Linked DNA regions of Mus musculus: all the other regions are linked to region 1. Evidence: chromatin contacts called from public Hi-C and promoter capture Hi-C data. All regions are on one chromosome and are shown on one strand. Each heading gives the region's core, a stretch centred on a gene start, on an enhancer-like site or on the middle of the called end of the contact. The rest is flanking DNA. Distances are from core to core; before and after follow the strand shown. Region 1 holds the start of Frmd6 (FERM domain containing 6). Region 2 holds the start of Ppm1a (protein phosphatase 1A, magnesium dependent, alpha isoform). Region 3 holds the start of Lrr1 (leucine rich repeat protein 1). Region 4 holds the start of L2hgdh (L-2-hydroxyglutarate dehydrogenase).

What was found. Promoter capture Hi-C pulls out the DNA fragments that hold promoters and counts their contacts. Hi-C and Micro-C count contacts between places; a contact is called where the count stands out from the background.
Region 2: a promoter capture Hi-C map of pre-B cells shows a contact between it and region 1, with 4 times the contacts expected there. The contact joins the promoter of Ppm1a here to the promoter of Frmd6 in region 1. A contact is called at or near these places in 1 of 39 promoter capture datasets (pre-B cells), 2 of 115 datasets of contacts at active chromatin or transcription factors (microglia and pro-B cells) and 1 of 9 other capture datasets (liver).
Region 3: a contact with region 1 is called in a Hi-C map of CD8 T cells, with 4 times the contacts expected there. The contact joins the promoter of Lrr1 here to the promoter of Frmd6 in region 1. A contact is called at or near these places in 1 of 39 promoter capture datasets (pre-B cells), 4 of 484 Hi-C or Micro-C datasets (CD4 T cells, CD8 T cells, centrocytes and 1 more), 2 of 115 datasets of contacts at active chromatin or transcription factors (large pre-B cells and pancreatic cancer cells) and 2 of 9 other capture datasets (adipose tissue and liver).
Region 4: a promoter capture Hi-C map of pre-B cells shows a contact between it and region 1, with 2.9 times the contacts expected there. The contact joins the promoter of L2hgdh here to the promoter of Frmd6 in region 1. A contact is called at or near these places in 4 of 39 promoter capture datasets (the C10 cell line, liver, neutrophils and 1 more), 2 of 115 datasets of contacts at active chromatin or transcription factors (astrocytes and extraembryonic endoderm stem cells) and 1 of 9 other capture datasets (liver).

Annotation. Positions count from the first base shown.
Region 1 is chr12:70,823,211-70,827,603 of GRCm38.p6, forward strand. Frmd6 (FERM domain containing 6) reads left to right here and starts at 2,304. Exons shown (of 14, transcript NM_028127.3): 1 at 2,304-2,363.
Region 2 is chr12:72,758,700-72,763,092 of GRCm38.p6, forward strand. It overlaps Ppm1a (protein phosphatase 1A, magnesium dependent, alpha isoform), which reads left to right and starts at 2,512. Exons shown (of 6, transcript NM_008910.3): 1 at 2,512-2,932.
Region 3 is chr12:69,166,170-69,170,562 of GRCm38.p6, forward strand. Lrr1 (leucine rich repeat protein 1) reads left to right here and starts at 2,645. Exons shown (of 4, transcript NM_001081406.2): 1 at 2,645-2,893. The coding sequence starts at 2,687.
Region 4 is chr12:69,722,420-69,726,812 of GRCm38.p6, forward strand. It overlaps L2hgdh (L-2-hydroxyglutarate dehydrogenase), which reads right to left and starts at 2,455. Exons shown (of 10, transcript NM_145443.2): 1 at 2,235-2,455. The coding sequence starts at 2,377. Dmac2l (distal membrane arm assembly complex 2 like) reads left to right here and starts at 2,526. Exons shown (of 5, transcript NM_026536.2): 1 at 2,526-2,595.

The DNA of each region.
Region 1 (4,393 bases), core at 1,054-3,553:
GTAAGGAGCACATTAAGAGCCCATCCTGTGATAAGAAACACATCCTTTCTCAGTCCCCTTTAGTTGGCTGCATGCTGCTTCCAAGGGGCATTTTATAAAGTTTATAAAACCAACTTAGATAGCTTGAAATGGTTTACAAAAATATATCATGTAAGAGTGATTATTGTGGTCTTCACACTGTTAATATGACCATTACAATTCAGAAAAAAAAAATTTCACATAGTAAATTTTACCACAATCTAGCCCTGGACAATAAGTCTGATCTCACACTTTCTTTTTTTAAAAAAAGCTCCATAAGATACTTTGCTCTTTGGGTTACCTAATTGCTTTATAATCACAGTTATGTTTCACAGTCTAACAATATGCTGGGGTTTTTTTCTCTGCTAGATTCTCATATATGAAACCTGAAAATAAGTCAGATTTAGGAAACTTTTTTCCAAAATAGTACTATGTTTCTTGTTTGTATGCTGGTTTATCTCATTAGACAGCAGTTGATTACCAATTAATACCCAATTTGCACTCATCCGGAGTAAATATAAAAAGAGAGAAAAATATCTTTTTTTGTACGTGCTCACACTTGTGGAAGCCAGCAACAACTTACTATTCACGGTCTCCAAAATGGAAAGGCAATTGAAAGGTCTGCTGGATAGTTGTTTTGGAGTCTTTTGTTTGTTTTGTTTTGTTTCCAAGACAAGGTTTCTCTGTGTAGTCCTGGCTGTCCTGGAACTCACTCTGTAGACCAGGCTGGCCTCAAACTCAGAGATCCACCTGCCCATCTCTGCCTCCTGTGGGTTGGGATTAAAGGTCTGCGCCACCATGGCCCACCAGGCTGGCTGGCTAGTTTTTATGTCAATTTGACACAAGCTAGATTATTTGGGAAGAGGGAACTTCAACTCTTGAGACCTGCCCCCAACCACACTGGCCTTTGGTGAATTTTCTAATTGATGATTGATGTCAAAGGGCCCAGCTCACATGGAAGGGAGAGGGGCTACAGTCCCTGGCTTGGTGGTCCTACATACATAAAGAAGCAAGCTGAGCCTGGCCGGTAAGAAACACTTTTCCACGGCCATGCCGGGTTTCTGCATTGAGTTCTTGTCTTGATTTCCCTCAGCGACGCAGTGTGACTTGAGAGCTGTGTGCAGAAATAAACGCTTTGGTTTGGTTTGGTGTTTAATCACAGCAATCAGCTATTTCAAATACAGCTTCTATGGGGTATCAAGTGTTCTTCCTCAGGTGTCTGCACCTACATGAAAAAGCTAGAATCTCAGATTCTCCTCACTGGAGCAGCACCATCCACAAAACACTTAGAAGCTTGTAACTGTGGGTGGCAGTGCCCCCACCACACACACACACTTAAGCTGCTAGACACCTAAGCAGGTCCAGATAGGTGCAGCACAAACAAGTGGACTTCGCTTCTTTACCCGACTACCAAAAGGAGCAAAGAACCCTCCATTCCTCTTGGGATCTTTGGGGTTATTGAAATCTTCTAGGGCTGTCTTTTGCACTGCTCACAGCCAAGCCGGCAACCTTCACCAAGGGTACACATCATTTTGAGGGCCACAGGCAGCGGCTGTTTCAACCTGGGGAGACAGACTGAGCGGGGGCGGATGGGCTTAGGCGGCACTCACAGCCCACATGCAGGATAAAAACCGTGAGGTCGAAGTGGGCGCCTGACGGGAGGGGGATAGAGGAATCACGAAATCTCCTCTTCTCGCAGGGGCCGCCCCAGTTCAGATTTATTAAGCCGCAGCTCACGTAAAACAACCACCCCCAGGTAACCCGTCTAGGCCTGTGAGGGAGAGGCTAGGGACTAGGGTGTGCGGGAGGATGGGGGGGGGGGGGGCATGAGCGGAGAAGGGGACCATTCCGAAGGAGGGGAGGGCGGACAGTCTATTACCCTCGCACCGAAGCCTCTGTCCCTTTGGGAAAGGCATGCAAAGCATATCTCACTCTATATAACCCACTTGAGCCCGACTCGGTTATCCGATGTCACCCGCGTCCCCTGGTCCCTGGGTCTCTTCACCCCTCCGCAGGACTCTTGGTTGGGTCCGGGGCGGAGCGGGGCGGGGCGGGGGGGGGCAGCGCTCCACGTGCAGCCGCGATCACCCCAGCTCTCTGCTTCTTCCGCTGCTCGGTCTCCGCCTTCAATTTGGGGCGGGGCGGGGCCTCGAGCAGGGAGGGCGTGTCTCGGGCGGGCCGTGGGCGTGAACTCGAGGGGGCGGAGCGGAAGGCGTGGGCGGGGGGCGGGGCAGCTGCAGCGTTGGTCTGGCGGCAGCAGGAGTGCTGGGAGCTGCGAGTAGGCTCGGCGCCGCTGGAGCAGACGCCGGTTGTGAGTCGGAAGCCTGGCGCTGTCGACTTTGGAGGTACGCGCGGGAGCGGGCGCCGGCCTGCTGGCCCCCTTTCTGGGACGGCGCGCCCTGGCCGCCGCTGTGCCCCCTGCTGGTCTAAAGTGCGATTCCCGGCTTTGCCGCTCTCGGCGTCTTTCTTCTTTCTCACGGGGCTCTGGGCGTCGGGCACCGGGCGGGCAGGTCGCCTCTCCGCGAGTTGGAGCTCGCCCACGCCGGGGCGGGAGGCCCGGGGCCCCCGGGCAGCCTCGGCCGCGAGGGAAGCGCGGAGCTAGGGGGCTGGGCTCTGCGTTCCTGCGCCCCGATCTCCGAGACTCTGGCTCGAGGGGTGCCTGCCTGTAGCGCCCCGTCCGTAACTAGCTGGGACGAGCCGTGAGTCCCGCGTACCCGAGCGATGTGCGGTATTGCCTGTTGTGCGCGCAGGCCGGACAGCCCACTTCGGGAAGGCACCCCAGCGCGTCTGTCCGGTATCCCCGCCAGTGCCTAGTGTGGGAAACCCTGAAGGGGGCCTTGGGGACACACGAGTCCCGGGTGCGGCCTGCAGAATTTTGGTTTCTGGAGGAACTTAACACGACCAGGTAAAGGAGACCACTAGCCTCCCCTCCGGGAAAGCGGGGATGTGGACAGCTCGGGGCCACCCAAGTGAAGTCTACAGGATTTAAACAACACTTGGAGTTCTAGAATGGCTTAGCCTGATGGTGGAGCGCTTTCTTAAAGGCAGGAATGGATGGAAAGCTGTCAAAGCAAGCACATTTAAAGTTGAGATAAAAGCTGGAACAATTTTCAGACCGTACAGTTGTGTGGCTAGTGTCGGAAGAAATTCTGGCTCAGTGGCCCCCTTACACCTTTGGGGGATTTGTTTATTTATTTATATAAGCGGCCAGTCTGTTTTGCTAGCATTGCACCCCGGGAGCTGTGTAGTGCCCACTGCGAGGAAGGAAAACTTGTGCAAGGATTCTCGGCGCGTTTGAACGTGGAAGGGAAAGCGTACCTTGCCAGATTTTCCACGCATGATTCCCCCCTTTCTTTGGACCGAGTGGTGTTTGTTTACCGGTCTTCGAAGCATCCACCTACATTTAGTTTTTGCACGAAATACCCACTGTTGCCACAGTGTGTAGTTTGGGGATTAGAGAATGCTTTTGGAGAAAACTGCTAGTGGCTTCATTTTCCAAGAATGTAAGTCATTTCCTTTCTGTGGTTTCAGGGAGTTGATATTTCACAGCATCAAAAACTCTGTGGGGAAAATTTTCCGTAATACATCTGTCATTTAAAAGGCCTGTGACTTTTGAGTTTTCTTAAGAACAGAGCATAAATTTAGGCCCGACTTTGTTGAAAGGACAAAAAGAGTTTTTGTTTGTTTGTTTTCTCTTATCCCGAATCTAGAGCATTGAGAGTGCTGTAGAAAGTTGTAACAGCCAAGACCTACAAATGGCTTGCAGGATGGAGAGTGGGGGAGGGGAAGAGAGCAGAATGGAGCAGGAAAACAGATGCCTTTTGCTTCGGTCCTTTGTAGTAAAACTTCTAGCACCTAATCATTTTCCTTGGGTGTGGTTTTGAGAAATTATAGTTTTACGTTAAAAATGAGAATACTCCACAACTGGAGGTGGTTGACATGGAAATGTGAGGGTTTTAAGGGGAGGGTATGTTTATAAACATACTCACTTAATATTTTATAGTAAAGGAGACCTCTGGTAGATTATTGGATGGCGAGGGTCCCCCCGGGGATATCCTATATCAAGTTATCTGCAGGATATCTTCTCCAGAAAGCAGACTGACTGTAATAAGAACTACCCCCCCTTTCCCCGCCCACCTACCAGCTTTGAGTGGCTTACAGAAATACCTGCGATCTGACACAGTCACAGCTCTTGCAGGGCTCAAAACATTTTGAGCCAGGCAAATCTTCTGACTTTCCCATCGCTTCCTTTTTGGGGTTAGCAGGGGTTAAGACATCAGTTTCAGATACACAGTCTGAGGGTGTAGATTTGAGATACCCCGAGCTTTACAGGAAAATACCCGAAAGCAACACGGGCAGGCTGGAAGCCCTCCTT
Region 2 (4,393 bases), core at 1,262-3,761, 1.9 Mb after region 1:
GTCATAAAGGAAGAACTAACACCTGGGAAGTAGCAAACACAACAGATAAAGGCTTGGCTGTGCCTTCTTGTCTGAATGTAAGAATGGGATTGAGAAAGGCTTCCTGTAGGAACTAAGAACTTCCTGTAGGAACTGGGCGTGCCACATCTTTGACTTTTACTTGGCTGTTTATTTTTGAGACCCTGTTTCAACACCACCACCAAAAATTTGATAATAGAAGGGAATATCAAAATCAAATAACTTTCATTAGACAATATTAATGTCTAATTCCGAGTTCCTAAATGTTAAATTTATGGCCCACAAGTTTCCTCATTCACACTACAAATGGTGTCCAGAGACACAACTGACTGGCTGTCTGTGATATACTGACTGGTCAGACTCCTGGAAAAAGAAATCTCATCATTATATTTTATATATTACATACTATATCAAATTGTATTTTTTCTTACCTCTTCTGTTACTCAAGTTTTCTTACAAAGATAGGACAGAGAGACTACAGGAATGTAAACCTAAAAACCCAGACAAAAACCTCCCAATTTCCTATCATGTGTACTGCCACAGATGACTCAGCTCTTCAACGAGAAAATGTATTGTTTAAGAGCACTGTAGACAGGTGTGGTGGTAGGGATGTGGAAGCAGGAGGACCAGTTAAAGTAATCCTCAGTTTCACAAGAGTCAGCCTGGGAAAGCCAAGACTCTGTACACACACAGACAGACACACAGACACACAGAGCACTAAATGGTGGCTGTCACAACATGACTTTTGTATGCCCATCGTGCAGTAACTTGTTTTAAGTATTAATAGTAGTACTAAGAATTGAGTCAGGTATGGTGGCACATGCTTGTACTATCAGCAATCCAGAGGCAGTCTGGGAGGATCCTTGTATGTTTGAGGCCAGCAAGCACTACATAGAGACCTTGTCTCAAAAACAAAACAAGCACATAACAAAAACCCTAACCAGGGCTGAGGACAGAGCTTAATGGTTGAGGACTTGACATGGTTTTAATCCTCAGCATCCCCACTTAACAAAACCTAAACAACATATTGTATATAATAATAAAACAGCATTTCATTAAAAGATTTCGCACCTAATTTCATTTATTTCTGCACTTGTATAGAAAAGAATTAAGAACTGTATAGTGAATTTTATTTTTACTTTATATACCTGGAGGTGCTACAAATTCATCGTATTCCCAAAATACTGAGTGATTTGGAGGGTCAGTGAAGATAGTGTCTGCTGGGAATTGGCAGTCTCACATGTGGTCCTGCCATTGATGTCAGGTGTAAAAGTGAAGAAAAGGGAATCATCTTCCATAAGTCGTGGTGAAAATATCAGAAATGGTTACCACAACATCCAAAATAGAGAAATAGTTTGCGGGATGACAGCCGGCAAAAGCAGGTTGTATTTGATCTAAGAGTCAAGACAATGGAGTGGTTTATAAGAGACACGAAGTAGCGGGGTGGCAAACTGCAGTAAGCACCAGAGAAAAGGGGAAGGCCTTACTGAAATTAATCTTGTTACTGGTCTGAACTCAATTTGGCTAATAGTTTTAGTATTTTTTTTTTTAAAGCATTAGCCTATTTCAGCGGAATATATGCTTTTTCTTTGTATTATATCAGAATCTCTCTTAAACTTCTATTCCTGCGAATTTGGTTGTAAGGGTTAAGCTGGTGACTGAAAAGCTGGGAAGGCACACCCAACCAATGGGAACTCATACTGGTGATGTACTGCTTTCCAGCTCTGATTCATTGGCTGCCTAGGGTTTGTCATTCTATCCCGGCGTCGGCAAGCAGCGTGGGTCGGGTTTTCTGTGGTCGAGCTAGCTAAACTGGATTTTGGCCGCCTGCACGTGCAGTTACCTTTTGCTCATCTCTAGCTCTCCGTGAAAGCAGCTGTCACGTTTCTGATTATCCTCTAGATTTTGAAAAACCCTCGGTTCCATTAGCCCCACTGGAGGTCTTTGGAGGTGCCCGTTGAGCCCGAATCACGTGACCCCGTAACGTGCACATAAATACAATTCGGAATCCCTGCAGGGACTCGGGGACAACCCGCGAGAAGCTCTAGCTAGGCACGTGTCCCAAGGCGTGAACGGTTTGCACACGCACGTCTGCGGTATGGCCGCGGCACTCGTGTGCGCCTCGTGGGGTCGAAGGGGCAGGCTGAGTCCCCTGTGCCGGGCGCTAACCGAGACTGCACCTGGAGACCGGCGTCCGTAGGCAGGTGTAAGAGTCGGGTGCGGACGACGACGACAGCCGGGTTTGGAGAGGCCCTCTGCGCCCTAGCGCGAAGGCCGCGCGCCTGGCTCGCACCCAGGACGTCCACGCTCCCTAGGGATCGGCCCGCGGCAGCGACCTGAGGAGCAGCGCAGGGCAGTGACGTCACCGCCGCCCCTCCCCCGCCCAAGCCGCAGTTCCGGCCCTCCCACATCCGGGTCTCTCCAGCCCATGGGCCGCGCCGCAGCTGCAGGGCCGGGGGTGGGGGAAACGGCGGCGCGGGGCGGGGCGGGGCCGGGCGAGGGGCAGCGGTGTCGAGAGCGCGCGTGCGCGGGGCCGCGCTAGAGGCGGCGGCGGTGGCGGCGCTAGGGGCGGGAGCGCGCGCAGGAGCTAGAACGCCGTGGTCTCCGCGCCGGCCGGGTCCGCAGCTCGGGATCGGGTGGCTGGGGCGGGGGGAGGGGGGCCCAGGCAGGTGGGGCGGAAAGCGATGAGTCCTCGGCGCCTCCTCCGCCTCCCGCGGGCCCCGCTCTCTGCCTCCCGCTCCGACGCCCGGATGATCTGAGCCGCGAGGGCTCCGAGAGCCGGGGGCCCGGACCCAGCCCGGCTCCTCCCCTCCTCCGCCCGGGCCCGGCCGCCGTCGCGGGACCCCGTGCCCGGCCGCCGTCGCCACCGCCGCCCCGGCCGACCGAGGGACCCGCCCGCCCGCGGCTGCTCCGGGTAAGCGCGGCGCGAGGGCGAGGAAGAGGGCGAGGGCGGGCGGGCGGAGGGCCTGTGCGGCGGCGGCCAGGCCTGGGGCCTGTAAACAAGCCGGGCGTCTGCCCGGGCGATCCCGGGAGGAGACGCGACAACTCCACCCCCTGGGCGGCCTCCTCCCCGAGCCCGCGCCGGGTGGCGAGGGGTTAACACGCGGCGGGGGCGGAGGCGGGGTGTGTGCGGCGGCTGGGAGGGGGCGCGACCCTCGGCCGGGCGGGGCGGACACTGGCGGCCGCGGAACTTTCGGGGAGCCTGCAGCGGGGTCTCCCCTTGAAGCAGATCAGCCCGTGAGTTCACTGGATTTGGAGACTCACCCGCTGGGTTGAAAGTGAGGCCCCCAACTCAGTAGTGATGCCTCCATTTCATTCATTATTCCGGCTTGGAGCAAACCCATTGAAGTAAACTACAGGTTTTGCATCATTTTGGCCTGATATATTGGAGGAAAGTTCTTTATGTTAGAGTTTAGTTTAGGCTTGGCTCCCTTCTGCTTGTAGGTTGTAAACACACTCGGATCCCCTTCTTGAAAGACAGCTGGCTGTGGAGAGCCTTCTGCCAACTGGAGTTTTAGATCTTTTGCAAATTTCATCATCCAAAGTGTTTTTCTCTTTTCTCAAACACTACACGATACTTAGAAATCCACAAAGGTCAGAGTCTAAGCAATCTACGATGCCGCCCCCACCCCAAGTTTCCTGATAGTTGGAATAATGCTCCTGGTATATTTTTAACCGCGCGGTTAGAGTATAAGGAGATTGGCATTGTTTGAGAAGAATAAATGATTTTGACGTTACGAAAATGAGTAGTTTTCCACGGTTCAGAGAAAAAAACAAAAACAATCTTTTTAAACCCTGGCTTTCAGATTTCAAACATGACTACTACTGGATGGAGGAGAAGCCTGCTGAAGAATCATAGAACTTAAATGATTGTTTTCTGGGCCTTAGGATTTTAGGGTTTCTGAGGGCTCACTACATAGTGCTTGGTTCTCACCTCCCTTTAACCTTTTCTGTATTCTGGGCCTTTGCCAAAGATTATTTCTGTAGTTACAGATGAGGAAACTAAGGACCAGAAAGATAGTGAGCACACACCCACATACTTATCTTCAATACCGCCTTTATTGCCTTAATGTCTGCTTGACTGTTTAATAATTTGAAGCACAAAGCAGATCATCTTCCCAGTGCTACAGTTCTGGGCTGCATTTTTGTGTGTGTGTGTGTTTGTTTGTTTTGCATTGCTGGGGATAGATTTAGCTCGGGGCCTCTTGAATGGTGCAAGACCAAGTTCTCCTCACTTGTCTTGTATATACCTGATTGAACAGTCAGCTATGTTGGGATGACTGCTTTTAACCTAGAAGCTTACAGCAGTAATACCTTGAAATTATAATGAACTATATGTGCAAGTTTCTTCAAACATTTGTATTAATACTAAACA
Region 3 (4,393 bases), core at 1,395-3,894, 1.7 Mb before region 1:
TCTGCCTCCCAAGTGCTGGGATTAAAGGCATTCTCCACCACTGACCTGCGTGTTTGTTTATTTAAAGAAACCAAAATTCCAGAAGTGTCTCTACAGGAGTGGGCCAGGGAGCTGAGTTAAAAAAGGATATGAGCTAGCTGTCCTGGTCCTTTTACACAGCTGGGTGTCGTTCCCAAGTCTGTACCACAGGGCTGTGTCTGCTCTTGTTGTTAGGTCCATGAGGCCCAGGCCAGGAAGGCTTCTGGTCTCTGGGCAAACAGAGTGTTCTATTTGATATCTGAAGCTCAAGCTGGCAAGGACTTCCAATCTCTGTCAACTGACCTCCGTCTCCATTTCCTACACACCACAGTGAGTGATGTTGATTACTGGGCAAAGATGAGAAAAGCAGTCAGAGAAATTCATTTTATTATCAATTGGATGCCTTCTATGCCAGAAACCCAGGAAAATAAATACAGAAATTTTAGGTGTAATTGGATGTCTCAAGAAGGAAAATTGGTGCCAGGTGTGGTGGTGCACACCTTTAATCCCGGCACTCATAGGTAGAGGCAGGAAGATCTCTGTGAGTTCAAGGTCAACCTCAAACACAATATATTGGGTGTGGGGGCGGGGAGGGTATAGTTTACAATTGCTTGCCTACTATGCAGGAGACTATAGGTACAATGCCAAGGCCAGTGTGTTCGAGAGAGGGTCTGACAAATATTTGGCAGTATATACCATTGTTTCAGCCTAAAACCTCTATTGACTCTAAACTACATATATTGAAGCTGCCTAATGTCTTACTGAACCAAAACCCTTATGTTCTTGACTGCTTTGCATTTCAGAAACATGTAGTTAAAATTACAAGTTTCATGCAAGATTTAAATTCTAGCTCTCAAATGAACCTAGTGTATATTTAATGCAACTGTAATACTTTAGGAAGGTGTTCTATTTTCTTTCTTTTTTTTTTTTTTTTTTTAAAGATTTATTTATTTATTATATGTAAGTACACTGTAGCTGTCTTCAGACACTCCAGAAGAGGGAGTCAGATCCTGTTACGGATGGTTGTGAGCCACCATGTGGCTGCTGGGATCTGAACTCTGGACCTTCGGAAGAGCAGTCGGGTGCTCTAACCCACTGAGCCATCTCACCAGCCCAGGTGTTCTATTTTCGATCTCTACTATTATCCACCCAAATACCGAAAATAGGTAATTTATGAAGCCTAATGGTCCTTGAAAAATTCTGGTTTGCTTAAATATAATTTTTCCATAAGCCTGAGAATGCTGCTAATGTTTTGATGTGCCGGGCTGTGGTGGCGCACGCCTTTAATCCCAGCACTTGGGAGTCAGAGGCAGCTGGATTTCTGAGTTTGAGGCCAGCCTGATCTATAAAGTGAGTTCCAGGACAGCCTGGGCTATACAGAGAAACCCTGTCTCGAAAAACCAAAAAATGAATACATAAAATAAAATAAATGTTTTGATGCTCTATCAGGGAGCATATGTCAAGTCCCAGCAGAGCTTTAGGTGACAATGCCTGGAGAAAAAAATGTTAAGCAACTAAAAACATATGAATGTGTAAGAGAATTTTTTGTGGTGGGGTGCAAATTGATTGTCTTTGCCTATCTCCTGAATACGTGGTTTTGAGGATGTGAAACCAACACGGATACAATTCACCATGTTATATGTAAACAGGGATGTCCGTTGAAGGCTAAATCATAATTTTGAATTTTGCCACGGTTAAATTGAAAATTGGTATTTCTGAAAGCCATTTCACAATTGCAAGTGTGTAACTTGTATTAATTGTTTACTACAAGGTAAGGCAAGGGGGTTTTCTAATGCACCACTTCACCTGAGAGTAAGCGCTTCCCTAGCCCGGGGTCAGATAGATAGATAGATAGATACACAAATAAACAAACAAACAAACAAATAAATAAGTGTCGCTGAGCAATTTCGTAGCTTTTACTTGAAAGTTGATACCGAGGACATTGAAGGTAAGACAACCCGATGTGTGCAGTGTTTTTTTTTTTTTTTTTTTACATATTCACTTTACATCCCGCTCATCCCCTCCCACAACCCTCCCCTCACTCCCCTTCTCCTCTGACCGGGTGGGGGACCCTCCAGGGTATCTCCCACCGCCACGGGCTCAGTAAATGAGGCGTGAATGTGGGTCTCCACTGCCTTTCCAAGGCCGACCATGGCTGCAAAGTAAAGTTTGCTCAACAGGAATTGCCTTGCCAGTTATTGTCACCTAAAGCTCCGCTCTGACTTGCAATGCCCAACAAGAATGCTTTCTCGCTGGGGTGTGTGTCTATAAACAAGGTGACACCAGCCTTCCAGCTATCCCCATCCCCGGGTCCGCTGGCCTCTAGCAAAGGGCGCGGGAAACACCAGGACGGGCAGCACACACCCACACCTACCACGCCCCCAGCTTAAGGACATGGTGCCCTCGGCGGCCGCCTGTCCGAAAACAGAGGACAAATCCTCCGGGCGCTCCGGAGCACGCAGAGGTTCTGTCATTAAAAGTTAAATAATGCTAAAACATGGGCATTCCACCATTCTACGTGGAAACTGGAGTGGGACTCCGAGAAGCCACAAAGCCGATGGGTTTAGGCGCACCATGGACACCTCTATCGCGAGGACCCCGGCAGACCTGTCAGGCGGGAGGCGCCAAGTTTTAAAGCCTGCGGGCCAGCGGGCGACTTAGCTGCAAGATGAGGCTGCCCTGCGAGGTGGAGGTCCGTAGCTGTCATTTGCCAACCTTAGGGCTCAAGAGCCGAGGCAAGGGCGTGCGAGCGGTGGTGAGCCTGTGCCAGGCCCCGGGCAGGAATGAGCTGCAGCCTGAGGCAAGAGCAGAGCCGGGCGGCCACGCCTGCCTGCTGGTCTCCACCATGAAGGACAGGCAGGGAACCAGCTACAAGGTACGCGCCCCCAGCGTCTTGAGCACCCACGCCTCCTTACTTTAGCTGCTGGCTTCTGCGGGTATGAGTTGGTAGACAGCGATCCCGCCGGGGTACAAGCCTCCGACACTGAAGCAGAGCAGCATATGAGGCTTTTGGTTAAATCTCCAGCACACAGAAAATGCATGTAACAATGAATACTATCCAAACTTGAGTGGTTGTTATTGTTGTTGTTGTTGAAGAGGTTTGCCACATGTATCCTCTCTGTTATTTGTTTAGAAAATGCTTGACCCGACTTAGGTCCAGAGACGGGTGGCCAACTCCAGTCTAGTCTGTCTGAACCGGAGGTTTGAAAACGAGGTTTATAAAATCCGTTTTCCTCCATTACCAGGCAGTGCTATTTGATCAAAACAAGATGTCTTTGTGTCAACTATGAATGGAGATAAGGGAATGAGTCCCTCACCCTGCATCTGATTTTTTAGCGGATGTTATGTTTTCGGGATTCTTTTTTTTTTTTTTTTTTGGTTTTTCAAGGCAGGGTTTCTCTGTGTAGGCCTGGCTGTCCTGGAACTTACTCTGTAGACCAGGCTGGCCACGAACTCAGAAATCCGCCTGCCTCTGCCTACCAAGTACTGGGATTAAAGGCGTGCACCACCACGCCCAGCTGTTTTCGGGATTCTTTACCTCACATATTATAATCCACAACAAATGCTTAGTTGAGAGAAGAGAGCATTATCTTATTCAAGTTACTTATTTTTATTTATTCATTCATCCATTTAATTTTGGAGTGTTGGGGATGGAGCCCAGGACCTTGTGCATGTTAGGCTAGTAGTGGTAAGGAGGACCTTGACTTCCTGATCCACATGCCTCTACAGCCCGCCCAAGTTCTGGGGTTACCACTACACACCTGGTTTGTACTACTGTGTTGAGGGCAGAACCTAGGGCTTTATGCATGACAGGCAAGATAGGCAAAGATTCTACCATTTTAACAACGTCTTCCACCCAGGCATTAATCTAAATCCTGCCTGTCTAGGCTATTAAGGAGTCTGGTTCTATGTTGTCTTTTATCCTGTCCTTCAGCTAAGTTCAGCTAAGACTTTACACTGCAGTTCTAGGAGAAAAAAAAATTAAATGTATACATGTATGTATTGAGACAAGGTCTTGCTCTGTAACTATGGCTGGTCTGGAGCTCACTGTAGACCAGGCAGGCTTCAAACTCATAAAAATTTCTGCTGTTTCTGTCCCATCTGTCCCAGTTGCTGGGATTAAAGGCACGCGCCAGTTCCAAGAGCCAGTTGTTGTTGTTGTTGTTGTTTTAAAACAGGCTCTTACTATGTGTAGCTCAACTGTCCTGGAACTCTGTAGATCTGGCCTGGAATTCACAAAGATCCATATAGCTGTGAATTCCTGAGTTCTGGGATTAAAAGTGTGAGCTACCACACCTAGCTTTCCAGGAAGAATTTAATGCAGATCTAATTGTTTCTTCAATCCTTTAATGAATTTCATGGTTCTTAAATCTTT
Region 4 (4,393 bases), core at 1,205-3,704, 1.1 Mb before region 1:
TTCTCATTAGGGAGCAATTAAAGTACTAATTTATAACATGTCATTTATGTATTATATGACACATATCTCATTACATAGCACATACCATTTATACTATCATTTGCCCTTTGCCCTCCCAGACAGAATCAGATACTTAAGTTCTGCTGGGACCATAGTCTCTGCATATGAACCTTCTTCAGCTTCACTCTGATCATGATGGAGCTTTTATCATAGGCTCCTGGGTGGCAGGGAAGGAGTCAGGGGAACCATGGATGAAAGTGAACCAAAGGATGGTGAGGGTGGAGGCCTCCTACATGAGACAACCAGCAGATAGATGCCTCTACCTGAGGATAGGTTATGGGAGGATAGGTTATGGTCAAGGTTTTCTCTCCAGAGATGCTTTCAGAGGCCCATAGACCTTAGCACAACCAATCATGTTATAGGCACCATCCTAAGCTTAGAACCTAGCATGGAGGCCCCCAAACCTGCCAAAATGGGAACACAGACCAAATCCAGCAAAGACCTAGTCCACAGTTACAGGATCCAGGAAAGTCCCTAAACCTTACTTTTTGGCTGGTATCACTGCTGACTATTAGAAAGCCAGCACTTGGCAGATACTGTTCATTCATGTTGCTACCAGGGCAGCTGCTATAGCCCAGTGTCTGGCAGAGCTGTGGGCAGCTGTCAGGGCTCGTCTTTGGTGATCCTCAAAAGCTCACTAATAACCGGGCCCTGACACCTTAGAGGGCACCCGTGTCCAGGCCCACAATAGAGCATTTCTATGCCCAAACTGAGATTACACAAAATATGATTAAACTGTATAGAGCTATACACAGAACACAGAATGCACATAAATTTGGTAAAACCTGAATGTGTGCATTGTATCAACATTAACACCAAGGCAAATGGTGGGACAGGAGGAAGGTGACATAAAACCATTCTATAATTTTTGCAACTTTCTATAGGTCTACAATTGTTTCAAAATAATCAGTATTTTAAAAACTGGGATAAGAAAATGGTTAATTGGCAAAGTGCTTGCCATACAAGTGAGGACTTGAGTTTGTACCCAAAGCACCTTTATGTAAGGGCATTCCTTGTTCAACCCATGTAACCTTGGGATCAGGGGCAGGGAGACAGGCAGATCCCTCGTGCTTACTGAGCAACCAACCAATCACCTCAAGAGACCCTATCCCCCACCCCATCCCTCTCCTGCCCCGAGGCAGTGGAGGCAAACACCTTTAATCCCTGCAGACACTGAAGATCTCTGAGTTCAAGGACAGCCTGGTCAACAAGATAGCCAGGATACAAAGAGAGACCCCATGTGGAAAAAGCAAGTGACAGATAGAAACACACACACACACACACACACACACACACACACACGGAGGGGGAGGGAAAAAGGGAGGGGGACAGGGAGAGGGAGAGAAATTGGGAGAGATCCAGTCTCAAAAGTTAAGGTGGCGCAGGTTGGGTGGCACGTGCCTTTAATTCCTGCACTAGGAAAGGAGTGGCAGGTTGATAGCTTGAGGCATTAGAGGCCAGCCTGATCTACACCGGAGTCATAGGACAGCCAAAGGAAAACAAACCAGTACCGTTTAACATGCTTTAAACGCGTCTTAAACAAAAACACTGCCCCTCTCCAGGGTCGTGCCACACCTCGGTCTGCCACTAAATCCATTCGCATGGTCTACCTTGTCTCAAACAATCAAAAGCTCCCCCACCCCCACCCCTCCACCCCGCCCTTAAAGCTTTCACACCGAACACTGTATTTGCCAGCTTTCCTAGGCAGCTCACAGTAGGCAACTGAGTTGCTTCTAGTGAGGACAACTCTAGTGTGTGCAAGGAACTGACCCACAGAAGCCAAGTTCTGGATTTTCCAAGCAACACAGGGGATGATAGTTAAGAAGCTGCATACTTATTGGCAGTGTGCTAGGTCTTTTAATCTTCAAAGTGACCACCTAGGGGCCAGACTAGGATCCTAGTCACCAGTCACCCTTTAGAGTGGTTAAGAAATGGAGAGGAGTTGTGTATTCGGAGCCAGATTAGCTCCGGACCTCAACTCAACACTGCCTTTCCTATGGCGCACAAACGCAGTGGACGAACCCTGCGGGTCAGCAGCTCCTGGGATTCGAGGCTGGACCACAGAATCAGGACTTCCTCGCCGGGGACAGAGACATCGAGTCGGGGGACACAGACAGGTTCAGTTGGAGATCCCTGAGCGGAACAGCAAGTGCAGGCCGCCGCCTCTCACTTACCTGGTGCTGGAGCTTCTGCGGCCACCCCCGCACAGTAGCCCGGGCACCCCGGACGCCGGTCCACTTGCGCGGAGGAAGCCCCCAGCCACGCAGTACCGGGCCAGTCCGCAGACACCGCCTACGTAGCGCAGGGTCGGCCACATGGCCTGCGCCACCTCCCCTCCCTCCACCCCAGCACCCGCAACCTGAACGGACTCTAAGGGTGAAGCGCGCCGCTCTCCAGCCCCGCCCCCAGACGAGAGCCAATGAAACACGCGCGTTTGCCTGACGTGGGCGTGGTCTCCGCTGGCCAATGAGCGAGCGCCGTGGAAGGAAAAGACCGAGGGCGAAGGGCCGGCCAGGCGCAGGGACGCAGCACGCCGTGAGTAAGAGGAGCTAGGGCGAAGGCGGGGACCGGGTGGTGGTTCCACTCTCCGGGACCTCCGCCCGCACAGGCTTGACTGGACGCCGGCGCTGTTCCGCCAGAGAAGGCTGGGCATGTCGGGGTGACCCCTGGCTCCTGCGGCCTCTCCTTCGGCCACGCCTCCTGGTCGGTTGGCGACGCTGTGGCCCGGGAGCTGGGGACTAAGCCACCTCCTGCCGCTCCCTGTCACTACCCTGCTGATTGCCCGCAGGTTTCTGGGCCCTTCATGGGGCTCCTGGTTGGTTGTTCATTCAACCACTGACTCAGCTTGTAAATATCGGGCGCTGAGCTAGGCGCTGGATGAAAGTAGACGGCTCGGTCTCTGTCGTCATTTAGTGTTGTTTTTTTGGTTTCTATTATTGACTTGTATATGTGCCTATGCGAGCTTATTGCAACAGGTATGTGCAGGAGTTTGTGAGACCAGAAAGGGGAGTACAGGATCGCCTGGAACTGGAAATTCTGAGCTGCCATGTGGGTGCTGGGAATCTAGGCCCTCAGGTAAGACCAGTTAACAGTCTTAACCATAGAGCCATCTCTCTAGCCCCAAACTTTTCTTTATTAATTTACATCTCTGCCCCAGCTTCCCCTTCCTTCTCTCAGGCCTTCCTGACTAAGCCAGCTCAGTCAACAGGTTCTCCAGGGAGGGATGAAAAAATTGAAAAGAAAAAGACAATTAGACAGTACTATTAACATAACCCTAGCCCGTTCTGAGGTTGAAGCAAGGTTATTTTTCCTCCAGTCAGTCTGCTTTTATACAATTCTAAGTACATGCAAAGAATAAGGTCAGTCCTAAGTCATAAACAGAGTTAAGGAACAAAGCCTAAACAAAGGTGCCATGATAGTTGTATTCAGAGTCTTATCAAGACCCATCAAAATACAAAATAACTCTGTCCTCAGCTGTGTTCATCTTGAGCCTACTTCCCAGTCCTGGCCCAACCTCAAATTCTTGCCAAATTTTTAAAAGCAGGCATCCAAAGCGCTGTAGCCTTCTTCTCACTATCGACCCCACCCCCACCCACCCACTTAGGAAAAGGGGCAGCCTCCTATGGATATCAACCAGCCACTGTATGTGACGTTGCATAAGACTAGACACATTCTCTCCTCTTGAAGCTAGACAGGGCAGCCCAGTAGGAGAAAAGGGTCCCAAAGGCGGGCTCCTGCTTATCCCACTTGAAAACCAAGCTACGGGCTGGTGAGATGGCTCAGTGGGTAAGAGCACCCGACTGCTCTTCCGAAGGTCCTGAGTTCAAATCCCAGCAACCACATGGTGGCTCACAACCATCCATAACGAGATCTGACTCCCCTCTTCTGGAGTGTCTGAAGACAGCTACAGTGTACTTACATATAATAAATAAATAAATAAATAAATAAATCTTAAAAAAAAAAAAAACAAAAAAAAAAAAAAAAGAAAACCAAGCTACACAAGTATAACATATGTGCCTAGGTCAGTCCCATGCAGACTTCCTGGCTCAACCTTTCCTTAATCACTAGACTAAGAGAGAGCTTTAAATGTCCATGCCTCCAGATAGCCACTCACAGGGGAGGGCACTTGTGTTTCCTCCACTGTAAAAATGAGAGCTATGCAGTCACTTAAAAGACCTTATAACTGTAAAACTTTGTGGTTCTTTGTCACCATACCAATGTAATTCCCATTCGGTGCTTGATGGTAGTCCTTCATCTTTAGGGTTAGACCAGCTTAACAGGACAGACTGTCGCTGGAAGGAAGGACTCGCTGGTTTGAATGTTGGTTCCAGCC